4 separate regions of the Mus musculus genome follow, and regions 1, 2 and 3 are each linked to region 4. A link is a contact called in public promoter capture Hi-C data. All regions are on one chromosome and are shown on one strand. The core of a region is the stretch at or near the end of the contact, and the rest is flanking DNA. Distances in the headings are between cores, read along the strand shown.

Region 1 (4,169 bases), core at 292-2,791, 390 kb after region 4:
GTATGTGTGTCTGGTTCTGTGACTTCTGGTCCACTGTAGGGCATCCTTGTCTCCCCTCTGATTCTCACCCCTTCACAGGGTGCCACTTGGCTGTACTATGTAGGATGCAGCCTCTGCACAGGGCACTGGCAGAGGAAGAGCTGCAGGGACCCACCCCTGCAGGGACCCACCCCCAAAGGTATCCTAGGGATCCCAGAGCCATTCCTGGATTGCAACTTATTTTTATTAAAAGAGGTTGGGAAAGTTCAACCTTGTGCAAAGTCATATGTGCCCCTCAGTTCAATTTGCGTCACCATAATGTGTGAGGTGTGATTGTATAGCCTAGCCAGGCAAAGGGCTGCAATCATGAGCAGCATCCGGGATGTTATAAGGCCTTGTTGGTTGTGGCCATGAGGCCAGCCTGCTACAAGGGTCTGACACAGTCTGCAGAACTCAAAAACTGACTCACTTTTCATTCTTCAACTGAGCACAGTTGATGTTGGACCACCCACCGGCACGAGAGCTGGGACCCTGAGATAACCCAGTTTCCCCTTCATTTATATAAGCTCTTTAAAAAATTAGATAAAAAACTCAAATGAATTGTGGTGGTCTCCCCAGAAGATGCCCAGAGCTGCTCCAAGTTGCAGACGTAAGCTTTACAGCGAAGACTTCGCCATCGCAACCCCAGCAGAGCCTCAGGAAGCTTGGCAGTGACTAAACCTTTACATCAAACTCCCATGTTTTTCCACGATGTTTTCCTTTTTTTGAGATAGGGATGGGAAATGAGCAGCCGTTAGTTCATTCAGTAATTATTTTTGAAGAGCTTACCCCATGCCAGGCGCTATTCTTGGCACTCGGGATGCGTTGACAAAAACTCCAGAGCTCGTGGAGGGAGTTGTGGTGAAACGGGGGTGTTTGTGGCACAGACAAGAAAGTGCAATAGTAAGCGCTGTGCTATAGAAGCAGGCCTGGGGTGGCCCGGAGCTGGGGTATACAGCAGGCAGGCAACTTCAGATTGGGAGGTCAGGGTGTGACCTCGAGGAAGGTCAGACTTGGGGCTCGAAGGAGAGGAGAGAGCTGGCTATTGAGTTGTAAGATGGGAGGCTGCCTGGCACATTCCAGGAGAGGCAAGGAGCCCAGTGTGGCTGCAGGAGGGCTGTTAGGGCAAGCAGAGATGGTGCTGAGGAGTTGGCATGGCAACCACAGGAGGGATAGGGAAGGTATGTGGCTGTAGAAAACGAGGAACATGTATATTCCCAGAAGAGAGGGCTGTAGGAACCATGCTCTTGAAGGGGCATCGAAGTTCAGCCAAAGCCCAAGTGCGGACACTGGACGTTTATGCAGGGTCTTGAGTGGCAGGCGCTGGTAAGCCTTCCTGTTGTTCTGGGAAAGCTTATCTGGCCATGGTGTGTGGCCCTGTAATGTGGAAGGAAGCCCCTTCCGATGTGGATGTGAGCTAGCAAGGGAAGAAGAGGACTGGGTAGGTGGTATAGGAAGTAGAGGGAGGAAGGCTGACTCTGAGGTGGCCACACATCCAGAGAGGAGCAGAGGAAGGGCTGGGGGTGACTCATGCCAGGCGGAGGTGGAGCACTCTCTAATCAGGAGTTACCTGAGGCAGTGCTGCCAGCATTGACTACCCCGTACTGCATCCCCTTTTCAGCAACTGAGAATCTCAGTTCCAGGGGTTGGTATTGAGAGAAGTTGTGAGTCACTCCCACGGGGGCTCCTTGGAGGAGGAATGGCTGTTGGAAACTCAGAAATCCACGGAGCAACCAGCTGCCTTGAGTGAGGAGGGGAAGGGAAGAGAGCCCGTCTCCTATTTCTAGCAAGTTAGTAGTGATAATTATCAGCAGTGCCCAATAGCTGCTAATTCAGTGAGGATGATGTCAGCATTTTCTTATTTGCCGTGCCGTTTCGAGTGCAAAGATGATTTTAAAGCATCGCTAGCCTTTCAAGCTCCCGCTGATCTGCCTGCGTGTTTTTCTCATGAGATCTTGTTTGTGCCAGATTCCTAAGAGTCAAGCTCCCCTCCATGTTGTTACAGGAAGCTTGTAGCTATGGCCAGGCCGTGCCTTTTATCCCATGTAAGTAAGGGCTCAGGTGGTGAAGATGGCAATTACAGTGAACATTTTTGTGCTGGTACAGGGTGCTGAGCATGTCTGAGGCACCATTCCTGGGTTATTTCTGTTGCTTAGGATCTCATGGAGTGCTTTCTTAAGTAGACATAGGTGTAGTAGCTAGAGGCTCTGTGGTTGAGGACTTGCTTGCCGTGTGACCGGCTCAGGATTCCTGCCAGTGAGCCTTTGGTGAGAACCAAAAGAATGTGTGTGTGTGTGTGTATGGTATACACATATGGATGGAAGTGAGAACACATATGTGGGAATATGCATGTTTTTGCATATGTGCACATTTATGGTGTGTGTGTCTGGTATTCCAAGTGAGCACTTCTCCCACTTGGCATTTATGAAGGTTGCTGGGTCTTGAACTCTGATCCTCACGCTTGCAGGACAAGCACTTTAACCTCTGAGCCAGCTCCCCCCGCCCCCGCCCCAGCTCTACTCTGAATTTTTAATTTAAAGTTTAGCACCTGACTAAGTAGGGTAGAAGAGTCAGGCTGCTGAGATGCTTAGTTAGGCGGGGAGGATCGGGCCTCCATTACTTCCTGGCATCAGTCTTCACTACTGCTTGCTGTTTGGATGAGCCCTGAGGTTGCTAGGGGCTTCTCCTTGTGGCAAGAATTGGGTTTCTCGGTCTTGAACTGCCTAGGCCTGAGAAAGACGAGAGGAGCCCTTCCAAAAACAATGACCAAAAGAACATGCGTGTCACAGAGAGAAGCACATGGAACAATGTCTCTGGCTGGATCCACCCGTCACCATCTGTGCTCGAGGACGGGCTTTAGGGCATCCAGGAGAGCCCGGGCTTCCCGACTAAGTAGAGGTTGGAGCAGGGCAGCTGACATCTCTTTCCCAATGGGTTAGGTCACACATGGGGGGAATGTGCACTGCTCAGCCCAGTCACCTACTTCTGGGATGAGGTGGTAACGTCTTGGGCAGATCTAAGGACACTCCCCAGCCATGACACTAAGCCATGTGCTGCAGAAGTATGTGAGCTGACCTGGGGCCCACGTTCATACATCAGTTGCCACAGGTTTCCTACCTGGAGCAGTCTCCTCAGTTTGGTGACCATCTCAGAGCTGAACACACACAACCTGTACCATTGTTACAGCTTCAGCTGGCATGAGCAGATGTTCAGGTGTGACGTAGAGGTGAGTGAACACGGAGACCCTAACTCTTAGCTTATGTGGAGACAAGGAATGAATGGTTCGTGGGCGTGTGGTAGACTGTAAATGATGGCTGCCGAGAGCTGGCTGGCCAGCTCTTTCCCTCTGTGTCCTGTCATCTCTGTATAGCTCGTCCCTTCTGCGGTTGGCTTGGACAGGTTAAAACAAATAGATATATAGCTTTTTCCCAGAGAAAACCGGAGATCCTGTTAAACAAAGTGGGGAAGGATGGGAGTGAATAACGCAGGCAAAAATCTGGTCAGACGCTGATCCACAGCTTTCTTAGCAGGCAAGGTTCTCAGCAGCACGGGTTCAAACCTCCTATCTGCCACTAACCAGACTTAGGACTTTATGAGCCCTGGTATTCACATCTTTTGACAAACAGTCTGGGTTTTCAGGTTCCTTCTGAGATGTGTGAAGTTGTCTCTTTTCTTCTGTCTTCTGAAGTCGCTCCGGTGGAGGCTGTTGCCATGTGGCTTCTCAGAGTGGATCTAGCTGGCTCCTTCATACACTCTGTGGTGGTTTGAGCGAATTCTTCCCCACGGTCTCAGGCATTTAAATACTTTGTCTGCAGTTAGTGTTGCTGTCTGAGATTCAGGAGGTGTGGTCTTGGAACAAGCAAATCTTGTCACTGTAAGATTTAAGAGTTTAAAAGACCATTTCAAGACTGTCATGGTGGGGGACACCTTTAATCCCTATACTCAGGAGGTGGAGGTAGGCAGATCATTGAGTTTGAGGCTGACCTGGTCTATAGAGTGAGTTCTGTTCCAGGATAGCCAGGGCTACACAGAGAAACTCTGTTTCATAAAGACCAAACAAATTAATAACAAAAAAGGAAGGATGTTGAAAACCCCTTCCCCTCTTTCTGCCTGTTAGCTATGTTGCCTTGGGTAAACAATAGAGGCCATTC
Region 2 (4,526 bases), core at 495-2,994, 510 kb after region 4:
AGGAATAAGGATTTTAAGGATATAGATTCCCAGAAATTCTGTTATTTCCCTGATTAATTCCACATTGTATTTCTGTATCTATCTATCTATCTATCTATCTATCTATCTATCTATCTATCATCTATCTATCATCTATCTATCTATCTATCTATCTATCTCTATCTATCAGGATGAGGTCTCACGTAGAAGCCCAGGTTAACCTTGAACTCATGGCAATCCTCCTGTCCCAGCTTCTCAACTTCCAGAATTATGTATGTTCGAGTCACCACATCTACCATGTTTTCTGATTTTACTCCCTAAATTTGTAACTAATAACTCTTTGCTTGTGTTAAATAAAAATTGGTAATAATTAAAACAATGGGAACCCTGCTTAGTTATTCTTTAGCATTCTTCAGAATGTACCCAAAAAGGCATCCTTCTTCAGCAGATTCAAATTACCCTGTAGCCATAAAACATCCCCTTGAGACATATTTCCTAGTGTTTATAAATAGTTTTCTTGAGTGTTCTTCACAATAAAGTCCCTAAGCATTTGCTGAAGAAGTGGGTTCCAATACATTTGACCATTTTGATATTGACAACGCAAAGGAGCCCTCTCTCTCTCTCTCCCTCTCTCTCTCTTCCTCTCTCTCGCTCTCTCTCCCTCTCTCTCTCTGGCATCCATATCATGCATTTCAAAACTCCTTGTTCTCATCTTTCATTCATCTCTCTTCAACTATCCAGTCGATGCATGTGCCCAATACCCCTATCTTCAAATGAGAGGAGAGAAAAAGGGCTCGTAAGAAATGGAAGCTTAGCCGGGCATGGTGGCACACGCCTTTAATCCCAGCACTCGGGAAGCAGAGGCAGGTGGATTTCTGAGTTCGAGGCCAGCCTGGTCTACAAAGTGAGTTCCAGGCCAGCCAGAGCTATACAGAGAAACCCTGTTTCGAAAAACCAAAACCAAACCAAAACACACACACACAAAGAAATGGAGGCTTTTGCCGGCAGTGATGGAGGAAGACCACCCAGAGATACAATACCGCTCAGCAAATGCGCATATCAAACCAGAACGTGCTTCCATTGGCTATAACAGGACCTGCCTGTTATATGCGAACCCGGCTTCTTTCAAACAACAAAGGGAATTTCTAGTCTCTAAGAAGGCTAAGTTAGTGTTTCTTTTACGGGTTTATCCGTGTAGGATGGATAACAGCATGCTGCGTGGGAAGCCTTTCTCCCAAACAACTACGTGAACCCTGCCTGCCCCCTGGTGGAGATCTGTAGGATAGTCCTAGATTTCTCTGCCGGTGAAGAACTGAAGCTAGCTTAGCAATTAGGCAGCGAGGGTCCAGTGCTGAGAGAGCCAACAGAGCAAGAAGCATCAGACTTTGGCGGGAATCTGCCCCCGCCCCCAAGGTGGTCCTGGAGCCTCTTGCTTTGGGTTAAGATGGGAACGTCGCTGTGTTTAAAGGCATGCAGTTGATTGTAATGTGCCAGTTGGATTCAATTTCCCTCGAAAATCCATCGTTTAACTGAAACCCTGGCAGCGAAGTGCTCGGCACTGGTGTTTGCTTTAATGCAGTAAGGAAGTTTTAGGGATCCTCACGAGTTGGCTGCTGCTGCTATAACTGGACGAACCATGGATTTGCCTGATTTTGGAGGGAGTGAGAGGATCGTGTTCTGCCTCTCCCCACCCCTGCCCCTTTGCTTTGGTCCAACATAACCCGGTTGGCTTCAGGCAGGTCCCTCCAAATTGTGCGCGAGGACGCCTCTCTGGTGCCCCCTCGTGATGGATCCACGAAGTGCCGCATCGTATTTAGAACTTGGAAGGATCCAGGCTGCAATTCCCTTTTTCCCTCTCACTCTAAAGAAGCGTCTGTCTGGGCTCACATACCTGCGCAGTTGGGCTTGTCTAGGGTTCAGCTTTAGGGTAGGTGCTGGGAAGACGGCTCAGGGTTTAGGAGCACTCAACGCTCTTCCAGAGGACCCAGGTTCGTTTTCCAGCACCGGCTTGGTGGTTGGCAATAGACTGTCACTCCAGTTCTGAGGACGATGGTACATTCTGGGTTCTTCAAGCACAGCATGCACACGGTGCACAGACAGATCTGCAGGCAAAGCACCCATATACATAAAATAAGTATTGAGGAGCAAGTCTCTGGTGATTGACAGCACACGCATCGACGGAACTCTCAGGGTAGCGTCTGCTCATCTCTATTTCCAGTCCTAACACTCGCCCCAAGGATTGGAGACGTAGACCTATGCCCCGAGATTGAGCAATTAGCTGCATCCGTGAAGTAAGTGAACAGGATGGTGATGCTGAGGACGGGGCTGGGTGCCCGTCAGGGGTGGGCTCCACTGGCGTGTGCAGAGGAATCCTTTAAGATGATTTGGTGAAAGGGCACGGAGTAGGGGGCGCATGAGGTGAGGTTGGATGACGCTGGGGAATTGCATCTCCAGTTTTGACCCAGAGTTCACCGTGGTGCTGTCACATTTAGAAAAGCTGTGACTCTGGTATGGACCGCACCAAGCGCCAGAGAGAACTGACAAGCTGGTGAGGACGGTGTGGATGCTAATGGACCGCATGGGAGCGGGCATCCTCACATGAAAGATGCTGATGAGGGGCATGGGAATCGGCGTCCTCACGTGAAAGATGCTGCCTGTGGTGTGGGAAAGAGAGCTCAGCCAGCGGATGCATACATTTGTGAGTGTGTGTTGTGAGTTCCTGTGTGTGCTGTGAGTTCATGTGGTGTCGCGCCCACCTCGGCCGGCAAGGAAGACACAACACGGTCGGATTCTTCTCAACAGCCTTTATTGCAGGAACACCTTGATGCTGCTACGGGGACCCCGGGAACCCAGGGAGGTCTGCTTATATGCACCCCAGCACAGGGAAAGGCTTCGTGTCCTCCTGGGATTGGTCAGTCTGTCGATGCCTAATTAGCATGCACCTGCTCGGGAGGGGTTGGCGCCAATCTCTGGTTTACACCTGCGCTGATGTTGTTTATGACAACGGCACACCAGAAACCTGCGCCATCTTAGAGTTGGCTTCCTACAATGTGGGTATTGTGAGTTTGTGTGTATATGTATGTTGTAAATTTGTGTTGTGTGTTGTGAACTCATATGTGTGTTGTGAGTTCATTTGTGTGTGTGTTGTGAATTCATATGTGTGTTGTGAGTTCATTTGTGTGTGTGTTGTGAATTTGTATGTTGTGAGTTCATGTGTGTTGTGAGTTCATATGTGTGTGTCCTATTCTGGGAGTAGTGGAAATACAGGAGTTTTAGTAAAGTTACCTACTTTAGAAATGTCATTCATTCGCTGTGGGACAATTTTGAGGAACAATATTTGTGTTACTAGTTTTGACAAATGACATCTTGCCAATGAAGTTATTACTTCATAGGCACCACTTTCAGCAAGTGATATTGGAACTTTGTAAATTAAGAGTCTGTGAATTGGAGTCTGTTTGGGGCTCCTGTGGGGGCGTCTCCCTGAAGTAGACATGGCAGGTGAGTGGGTATGTACCTGGGACAGAATTTCATTTCCAGGGCAGCAATAATCTCATCACCAAACCATCCTGCCTCTCATCACTTATTAGGTAGGGTGTTGAGCCAAGCTTCCTGGCCTCTAATTCACCATCACCAGGTCTTACAGAGCTCACAGTTCCTGGGCCCTAGGCTCTTTCCACTTTAGGTGCTGAGAAACAGCTTCTCCAGTAGCCTCAGAGGAAAAAAACCCAAAACCAAAACAACAACAACAACAACAAAAACAGTCCAGAGGGCCGGACATGGTGGTGCCCAGTTGTAATCCAAAAACTTGGGAGATGGAGGTAGGAGGAGTTTAAAGCCAGCCTGGGCCGCATGGGTTCCTATAGCAGGCAGGCAAGTGAAGCAAAACTACTGTTGTAGTTATGGTTTCTACTGCTGTGACAAAACACCATGACCAAAAAGCAAGTTGAGGAGGAAAGGGTTTATTTGGCTTACACTTCCACATTGATGTTCACCACTAAAGAAATCAGGACGGGAACTCACACAGAGCAGGAACCCGGAGGCAGGAGCTGATGCAGAGGCCATGCAAGACTGCTGCTTACTGGCTTGCTCCCCATGGCTCGCTCAGCCTGCTTTCTTATAGAACCTGGGAGCACCAGTTCAGCTATACAATGGGCTGGGCCTCCTTGTTAACCACTAATTAAGAAGATGCCTTACAGGTGGATCTTATAGAGGCCTCAATCGAGCCTCCTTCCTCTCTGCCAGTGTAACTGGAGATCTTGGGGGCTCTGGCCTTACTGGAGTGTTCAAGGAGTTACAGTCTTTGAGGGGGAGAGGGGAGTCAGATCTTCTGCGGCTACTCTAGAGCTGCAAGACACTGCTACAGCAGCTGACTGGCTGGCACTTGAGCAGGGAGCAGAATGGTGACCACCGCTCTGACTGCCAAGATGGTGAGCAGGCGAGGTACAGAAGCTAGGAGCCACCCGGCAGGAGAGAACTCTCTTCCCCAGGAAGTGCTACAGCTCTTGTATGACAGAAGCTCTCAGATGATCTGAGATGGAGTCATTCTC
Region 3 (4,306 bases), core at 1,393-3,892, 410 kb before region 4:
ACAAACAAAAAGAGAGAGACAGAGAAAGACAGAAACAGAGAGAAGGGGAAGGAGGGAGGGGGAGTGATTTTGAATCCAGGAATCTATGCATGTTAGACTTGCCCTTTACCGCTGAGGCACCTCCCATCCCACAGTTAACTTTTGCTTCTGATAGTACTGAGCTGCTGGAGTTGACATGTGTACGTCTCATCTCCTCCCCATCAAGGGGAGGAGGGGCACCAGGAAGCCATCCGGAGAACTCCCAGTTCCTTCTCAGATGTTCAGTTTCTCACGTCTCTGCTTCCGACAGTCTGGTGCAGTAGACAGTCGACAAGATTGGAAAAGCTGGCCCCGAGTCTAAATTCTCAGAAACCCCATGTTCTTTCCTTTTAAAGTCAGGGGAACGTGGTGGTGTGTTGCTCAATGACATAAACATGTTCAGCAAAATGCTGAATTAGGCGATTCCACCACTGGGTGAACATCAGAGTGCTTGCACGAAGATATTACCACTTTACATGGTGAGGTGGGGCAGCGAGCCACCCCCACCCATCAGCTCGTCACCAACGTTGATATGATGGGTGCTAACCTCACTCGGAATATAGCACACAGTCTAGCCCACTATCTTCAGAAGACTGAATCATAGAGAGCGATGATTTTTAAGTTGCCACTTGGTGCCCATCTGTGGTAACTGGCTCTCTTATCCTTTCTCACTACCGCCACCTACAGGGCATCGTGCAACTCAGCTTGACCTTTGACCGTAGACTTGGTATATGGATGGGGCTGGCCCTGAATGTCTGATTACTGTGTCTGGCCTCTGCCCCTTTCTTGAGTATTTCTGTCAACCAGGTAGATGCTCTCTTTCTCGAGGAAGGTGGGACTCCACTGAAACCTTACCTGCAGTTTAAATGTATTTCCTTTGTGTGGTGAAGAATTTGACATTTTACTTTCAAGACAATCATACCAAACTATTTACCTAAACCCAAACCCAATTATCTCTATGCTTAATCTTCAGAGCCACAAAACTGCGTATAAAAACAGTGAACAGATAAATGCTGTGTGCAGGAACTTTGAGAACAACAGTGTTGGGTCATGAAGCTCTGGCTAGACGTGTATCTAACGGTGGACTATTCAAAAGTCAAATACAGCTGCAGTGTTTAAGTGTGGCTTCAAGGGATTATTGCATAAGGAACAGGACTACATTTTTAGCAACATGACAGGCCTCCATTTAAAAAATAAAAAGAAAGAAAAGTCTAAATATTTAATGGGCATATGTCAAGCTTCCCAGAAGAGCCATGCAAAGCTTCGGCGTCCGGTGTTTATTTTAAATAGGTTTTATGTAGCTCAAGGTGGCCTGGAACTTGCTGTATAGTCAACAATGGCATTGAACCCCTGATTTTCCTGCCTCTATCTCCTAAGTGCTGGGCTTACAAGGATGTCCCACTATGCCTAGTTAGTACAGTACTGGGCACCGTACTGAATTACTAGGCAAGCACTGTGCCAAGCGAGCTACATCCGGAACTGAACCATGACTAAGAGTTCGAAATTCTGGGTATTACAGCAGCTTCGAGAAGAACTTGAACAATAAATAAATCCAAGGAAGACGGGTGTAAATATACTTTGTTGTGGCAGTTCACTGAAAAGTGATAATGCACATTGTCTTGACTACACAATTAAAAAAGAAACCTAATAACGAATGGCATTTCCAAGCATCTCGGATGGTACTTCGTCCTATCTACTTGCATATGGAGTGTGTACAGACCACTTACAGACAGGATTGGGTTCCTGGAGCAAAGAGGACAGAAGCAAACATTTACTGTACACTCAAGTCTTACTTAACCCTCACAAGTACCCATATGCCCTTGCGGTCATCATGTTACAGGTGGTGAAACCATCTCTTTCTATTCTTTGGCTTTGCCCAAGGTCCCTGTCTTAATCCTTTTGGGCTGCTATTAAGACACACCACCATAGGCTGGGGGGCTTATAAACAACAGCAAAAATTGTTTCTCTCTGCTCTAGAGGCTGGAAGTGCAATATCCAAATGGTGGAAGATTCAGTATCTGGTGTGCGCCCACTTCCTGATTCATGGAAGACGTTGCCTTACTGTGGCCGCCATGATGGCAGGTCAAACTGTAGTCTTCCAGGCTCTCACAAGGACACAGAGCCTTCGGAGGGCTCTATTTTTCAGCACAATCACCTCCCAAAGGGCAGATCTCTTAGTGCCGTCACGCTGCGGACCAGGTGTCACCCGATGGATTTTGGGGGACAATTTAATTCCCATGTAGGCACAGTACTGGCTCATTTCTCTCCACATCTCGCCATGGTGGCATAGACATCTCTGCGTGCTTCCCACAGACCGGGGCCTCTTTTTTTCTCACAGGTCCCCAAACAGCTGGACCACAGCTCTGGCACCGTTACAGACGTTCATTTCCCCAGCTGCGGCTTCCTTTCTTTGCGCATTGTCAAAAAGAAGCCCAAGTCCGTGGCTCGGGAGGCACAGTGGGACTAACCCGAGAGTCCCTTTCAGTCAGCTCACACTGTAGTTCTCTTTGAAAGCACTGAATATTTTCTCCTCAGGAAAGTGCCCTCAGCATGTCACTGCTGTGCCCGGCCCGCAGAGCTTCCCTTCCACAGAGGGCTCTCTGGAGCTCCTGCCTTCTTCCTCTTCTAATAGCAGCAGCAACAAATGCCAACCCCGAGGGCAGACTCCAGCTGGGCTGTGTCCCAGCCTGTATTCTTTCTCTGTGTGGCTCTTTTGGGGCCAGAATATTTTAAAAGCCTCTGGTGACTCAGTCAAAGATCTCATTTCTATTTCAAGGTGGCTCCCACATGCCAGGCAGTGCCAGCCCTGTCCTGGGAGCCTTTCACAGTGAGAGTCTTATGAATAACCCACAGGACAGCTTTAAAAGGTCTTAGCGATGGGATTCTACTTTCTAATTTGACTTTTTTTTTGTTGTGTTTTAACATGCAGAGATTTTGTTTTGATTTTTAATTGTGAGTGTTTATGTGGGGGTGTGTATGTGTGAATGAGGGGTACCCCTGGAAGACTGACAAGGGTGCCAGATGCCCCTGGAGATGAAGTTATGAGCAGACATGAGTCTTCGGACATGATGCTGTGAACCAGACAATGATCCGTTGCAAGAGAAGTACAGGGTTTGAACTGTCAAGCTATCTTTCCAACCCTTGTTTTTGAGATGGTGTTTTGGGCAGACTATCCTGAATCCAGGAGGTTTAGGCCATGCTCCTGCCTCAGCCTGCTAAGTACTTGGTACTGTGGGTGCCTACCACAACCCTGGGTTCTTCAGTGTTCTGTCCATGGCTGAGAATGATTACAGTCTGTCTGTCTGTCTGTCCGTCTCTTTCTCATGGAATGCTCTATGGATTTTTGCAGCATCTTTGCATAGAGGACAGGCTATTTTCTGGATGGTTCCAAGTTTTAGTCTATGTGCTACCAAAGTTAACACAAAGATTTACTCAGTCCTATTGTATGAGTTTTACTGTATGAGTATTAGTTTTGCCTACACATACGTATGTGCAACACATTTGTGCCCGGTTCCCACAGAGGAAAGAAGACGACATTAGATCCCCTGGTGCTGGAGGTACAGGTGGCTGTGGGCCACTACGTGGGTAATCGGAGCAGAGTCTGGATATTCCACAACCATTCCTAACCGTCGATCCATCTCTCCAGCCCCGGCTTTTATATTTTTATCTAACCTTATTGGGGTGAGCCAGCCTCTGAAGGATTTAAGGTAACCTTATTTATGTAGCCTCTGAAGAATTTTTTTTTAGGCCAACTGGAAAGCTGTCTCTGGGAATCAAACATTGCATAAATGATTTCAACTTAATCTCAAGTAAAATATCCTTCTCCCTGTTCTTGGCTCCCCCCTTTTCATGAGAAAAGATAAAAAGTAAAAAGCCAATAACACTTAATACTTGGTTCCCGGAAGGAACTCCTCTGGGTGTGCCTGCAAGCAGCTGTTACACTATCATCCAAGGACTCCATCTGTGCCCCAAGAAGAAATTGAAGATAGGGACTCTTCACAATGGAAGATACGGCTCTGCCACACACTGCTGCGCTGTTATTAACCAACAGTCTGGGAAAGGGGGAAGCATGGTGTCCAATGTGCACCAGGCTCTGCTGGCTAGTTGCAAACTCAGGACCACACTGACCACCATACTAAACTCTGTGAGACATGAAACCAGAACCAGTGACTAGGAGAAAGAGATTTATAGGGAGGAGTGTGTGTGTGTGTGTGTGTGTGTGTGTGGCACTGATGGGGCTAGAGGGGAGCTGAAGAGGTAAGAGGTACTGAGTGAACGTGTATGAAAG
Region 4 (4,378 bases), core at 532-3,031:
TCTCTGAGATCCACCTGCCTCTAATCCCAGAGCAATGGATTTAAGGTGTGTGCCACCACCGACTGTCTTATTACTTCTCTGTGTGGATGATATATTCAGGGTCCTCTCTATGGTTACTTTGAACTTTACTATTAATTCTTTTTTTTTTTTTTAAGATTTATTTATTTATTTATTATATGTAAGTACACTGTAGCTGTCCTCAGACACTCCAGAAGAGGGAGTCAGATCTCGTTATGGATGGTTGTGAGCCACCATGTGGTTGCTGGGATTTGAACTCCTGACCTTCGGAAGAGCAGTCGGGTGCTCTTACCCACTGAGCCATCTCACCAGCCCTACTATTAATTCTTGTTAACCACAGCTATCCTATGGAGAGGCATTTCCTGATCCTTACCCTGTCGGAGTTGAACCCACAGCCTTGGTTAGGGCTGAGATTTTTCTTTTTCTTTTTTTTTTCCGAGACAGGGTTTCTCTGTATAGCCCTGGCTGGTCTCGAACTCAGAAATCCACCTGCCTCTGCCTCCCCAGTACTGGGATTAAAGGCGTGTGCCACCATGCTGGGCCAAACACCTTGTTCTTAAACACCTCTGCTCCTTGTCTGTCTGACTTTTCAGCTCCTGTTAGCTGTGCAGTATTGAATCCCAGGTATCTACCTCCTCTCAGCCATTTTCCTGGACTTTACCCATATCGCAAAAGCCCTCAGTTAACTATCCCAGGGACAGCTCAGATGGCTAGAGCCCGAAAAGATAACCGTCTAGCCAGATAAACTTGGGCATGGTGGTTAACTGAACTAGGCTGACTTAAATGAGGACACTGTTCATAGGCATTGACAAAGATTAGCCATTACGCCCTCAAACTCATTCCTTCCTTAAATTATTACCAAGTTGACGCAAACCCAGCACTCATGTCCTTCAAGAAGCAGTGTGCATCTTCCCTCCGGAACACCATTCTGTCTTTCCTCCAGTGCCTGATACCTTCAGCCTCATCATCTCCAGGGCCCGAAGCCATGCTGTTCCTGGCCCCACTTTCTTCCGCATGCATACTTTGCAGGATGTCAACCTGCATGATGCCCCCTTAAGAACAAAATCCTAACTCTGCTAGGATCTGGTCTCGGTAGGGCCAGTTGCTTTCCCTAAGTACCAGCCGGTTGTCCTCCAAGGAGAGGTGATAGCACAGCGCGCAAGGTCCAGAGGGCCCCTCCTTTCTCGAATTCTTTTAGGATGCTCGCCCTTTTCTACGGGAAGTAGTCCCCAACTTCCAGTACGAGTCAGGCCTTCTAGCTTTTATACTCATGCTCCACAAAAGTGAGGTTTCTACAGAAAAACTTTCATTTTTCACACACCCAACAGACAGCGGTCGCAGCGCGCGGCAGGCGGTGAGAACTCAAGTGAATCAGAACACACTTCTGCCGAGAGCGACCCAACGGGGTTTGGGGAGATTAGCGTTAGGGGTTCAGGAGCCCAGTCCTCGGAAGTTGCTCAGGGCGTCCACCAGGTCCGCACGCAAGTCGAAGCAGGGGACTTGGAGACTGCAGACGCTCACCCTCCGCGCTTTGTTTGTCGCAGCAGCAGGGCGCAGTCCTGCCCGGACACAATGCACCCCGGGAGCCGTCGTCCGGATCCTGAGCCCAGAAGACGGGAACTCTCCGCAGCCGCAACCGGCGGGAAAGCGCGCGACAACGCGCGGTCACACGCTAGCGGCTCGGCGCCGGTGGGGCGCGGAGGGGCGGGGCGTGGGCGGAGCCAAGCACGAGCGGGGCGGAGCCGGGCTCAGGAAGCGCTTGGAGGCCCGAGCTGTCCCAGGGTGCTTCGCGCGGCGTGCACTCGGGTCGCTGCCGCCATCCTGCTGGCGAAAGAGAGGAGAGAGACAGAGAGGCCCGCCCGCTCGCCGGCCGGGCCAGTGTGGGCCAGTGCGTGAGGGAGGGCGCGGGGGGCCGTGTCAGCGCGACGCAGAGCGCAGCCGCCGCCGCCAAACGGACATGTTGGAGCCCCGCGCTGCCGCCGCCTCCCATCCCTCCTCCGGCGCACGGGACTGAGCAGGGGCCCGCCGCCTCTGCCTGCGCTCGACCGGCCCAGCCTCGCCGCCTCGGCCGCAGCCCCTTCCTGCTCGGCCTCCGCCGCTCGTCGCCTCCCGTCCTCCTCCCCCTCCACGCCCAAGGGCCCTGCCGGCACCCGGCCCTACTCAGCCGCCGCTCCAGGTCTAGGTGACCGGCGGGCCCGGAGCAGCCGCAGCCGCCGCCGCAACGCGCGCGAACATGGACGCCGTCAACGCCTTCAACCAGGAGGTGAGGAGTGCTTGGGGTTAGGGCTGGTGCGGGCCACGCCGGGGCCGCTTCTCTCGCTGCCCGAGGGCTTTCGAGCACCGAGTCCGGGCGGGGACGCTTCCTGCCCCGGTTCCGGGGCAGCGGGCCTGGAGCCGGGGAGAGGTCGCGGCCACCGCCGGGGGCTGACCCCGCGCCCCTCCCCCGCCAGTGCCCCTTCGCCCCCTTCCGGCCTGTGCCGACTCCCGCTTCTTCAACGTGGCCCTTATGCTGCTCCCGGCCCCGTTATCGGCTTTACGGGGCCGGGATCCCGCCAGGGGCTGCAACGGAGCGCTCGGCCGACTCAGGGGCGGGAGTTCCCGCGAGTCCCGGGGCCGGCGTAGCAGCCGCCTGGGTTCTCCTGTTGCTCAGGCCGCGGCGCTGCGCGGCGGCCGCTGGACTCTGATCCCGGTTGGCGGAGACTTAGAGAGGGTGTCTGCCCTCCCACCTCCTGGATTGACACGCTCACAAATGAACATAGAGCGGTAGTTCCCTTGGCCTTTCTATCTAGAACGTGCCCTTTCTGTACATCGTGACACCTAAAAAGTTGAATGGGAGAGCAAAGTGTACGCCCCATTTAGTCCGCTAGTAAGGCTGCTTGGGTCTCCACCTGCTCACCCTCGCACCGCCCTCTCGGGGTACTTAATCCTCAGCTCCCTTCCTCAGGGACATTTACATGTGAAAACCTCCCCAAACCGGGAACAAAGCTGCCTGCCGCCTTAAAGCTCTCTAGTTGTATCTCTGATCGTTCCATGTGCTGCTTAGGGGCATAAAGTCCATACTATCTTATTTATCTGAATGGATGTGGGAGGAGGAGACGACCACTGATGCTTTAAAACGCAGTTACAGAGTGGAAACTATTGTGAATTAAGTTGGGGTATGTTTCCCGTTTCAAATACCACTGAAGGAATCTGATGTCATAGTTTGACACGTGTTGATGTGGTGTCAGAACTTGCTCCATCTCACAATGAGATTTCTGTGGCTCAGTTCGCAATAGTATTAGGTTGTTACTTCTCTTTCTATTCGTAGCGCTGCAGAAGGGGACCCTCCAATTAGTCCTGCAGTTGAGAATATTTATTGCTGTCCAAATTACCCCCTTAAAATACTTTTCCTCAGCTGAGGAGTCCATGTCTTTCCAGACAGCCGTAGTTGGCACTTGGTGATGGGAAGTGAGATGAAAGAGTTGACTAGAGGCTGGGCAGTGGTGGCGCACGCCTTAATCCGGGCACTTGGGAGGCAGAGGCAGGCGGATTTCTGAGTTGGAGGCCAACCTGGTCTACAAAGTGAGTTCCAGGACAGCCAGGGCTGCACAGAGAAACCCTGTGTCGAAAAAACAAAACAGAACAAAAAAAAAAAAACAACAATAACAAAAAAGAGTTGACTAGAGATGATTTTCAAAGCAGTAAAATAATGTGGGATCCCAGAAGTCAGTGATAATTCACTAACTACTCAAGTTGTACGTTGACTTGCACTCTTAGCAGGTGCTCATAGCAGGTGCCTGGCAAATGGTTCTTGAATAGAGGTGAATTTACACAAATGCCAGTCTTAAGATTTCAGACACACCTCTTGAGGTGAAAGCTAACCTGAAGGTCTAATGAACAAGAATTTTTCGTGTGTTTTTAAAGACCAGAAACATTCACTCCTTATTTAAGGTATTGTGGAAGGTATCTAATGTTAATCGTTCCACTGAATTAGGATTTTTAGACTACTAAGGAAGTGGTCAACAGATTAAAGACTTAAGGCCATCGAACCTTTTAAGGATAATAAAATTTGAAGCTTCTGGTTGAATGGATGAGGAAAAATAGCCTAAAACTGCAGTCCATTTGATTGCTTTGAAATATGAAACTTGTGTGTGGCTCTTTAAGAAGGGGAAATAGCATTTTGACCTTTAAATGGCATACTGAGCTTTTCTCGTAGATTTCCCTTTCATCCTAGTCTATGAACTTGAAGTTACACTTGTTAGGTGAATGCTGCCATTGCCAACTCTCTGCTAAGTTGCAAACTAAAACCTAAGGACTTGTGCTCATTCTTTTTCTCTCTCCCCCATTCAGAAAAACCTCACTGAGGAGGTCAGGTGCTTGT

Evidence for each region. Promoter capture Hi-C pulls out the DNA fragments that hold promoters and counts their contacts.
Region 1: a contact with region 4 is called in a promoter capture Hi-C map of the HPC-7 cell line. The contact joins the enhancer-like site here to the promoter of Scaf4 in region 4. A contact is called at or near these places in 4 of 39 promoter capture datasets (the C10 cell line, the HPC-7 cell line, embryonic stem cells and 1 more), 2 of 484 Hi-C or Micro-C datasets (B cells and pre-B cells) and 2 of 9 other capture datasets (adipose tissue and liver).
Region 2: a contact with region 4 is called in a promoter capture Hi-C map of liver, with 4 times the contacts expected there. The contact joins the enhancer-like site here to the promoter of Scaf4 in region 4. A contact is called at or near these places in 7 of 39 promoter capture datasets (the C10 cell line, the HPC-7 cell line, hematopoietic stem and progenitor cells and 3 more), 1 of 115 datasets of contacts at active chromatin or transcription factors (craniofacial prominence) and 1 of 9 other capture datasets (adipose tissue).
Region 3: a promoter capture Hi-C map of hippocampal neurons shows a contact between it and region 4, with 2.9 times the contacts expected there. The contact joins the enhancer-like site here to the promoter of Scaf4 in region 4. A contact is called at or near these places in 11 of 39 promoter capture datasets (the 3T3-L1 cell line, 3T3-L1-derived adipocytes, the C10 cell line and 7 more) and 9 of 115 datasets of contacts at active chromatin or transcription factors (T-cell acute lymphoblastic leukemia, VIP interneurons, craniofacial prominence and 6 more).

Annotation. Positions count from the first base shown.
Region 1 is chr16:89,887,658-89,891,826 of GRCm38.p6, reverse strand. All of the region lies in intron 4 of Tiam1 (T cell lymphoma invasion and metastasis 1), which reads left to right. Among named protein-coding and RNA genes, the nearest start is that of Tiam1, 71 kb to the left of the region's middle. Within about 2 kb of position 1,541, at least 28 of the 459 cell types and tissues checked have an H3K27ac peak or open chromatin away from gene starts, as enhancers often do. A contact at or near this core is called in the HPC-7 cell line, where this site is marked.
Region 2 is chr16:89,771,224-89,775,749 of GRCm38.p6, reverse strand. No RefSeq gene overlaps it. Among named protein-coding and RNA genes, the nearest start is that of Gm52239, 21 kb to the left of the region's middle. Within about 2 kb of position 1,744, at least 66 of the 459 cell types and tissues checked have an H3K27ac peak or open chromatin away from gene starts, as enhancers often do. A contact at or near this core is called in hippocampal neurons and liver, where this site is marked.
Region 3 is chr16:90,691,292-90,695,597 of GRCm38.p6, reverse strand. No RefSeq gene overlaps it. Among named protein-coding and RNA genes, the nearest start is that of Gm36169, 16 kb to the right of the region's middle. Within about 2 kb of position 2,642, at least 56 of the 459 cell types and tissues checked have an H3K27ac peak or open chromatin away from gene starts, as enhancers often do. A contact at or near this core is called in 3T3-L1-derived adipocytes, VIP interneurons, forebrain and 1 more, where this site is marked.
Region 4 is chr16:90,281,906-90,286,283 of GRCm38.p6, reverse strand. Scaf4 (SR-related CTD-associated factor 4) reads left to right here and starts at 1,781. Exons shown (of 20, transcript NM_178923.4): 1 at 1,781-2,281. The coding sequence starts at 2,252.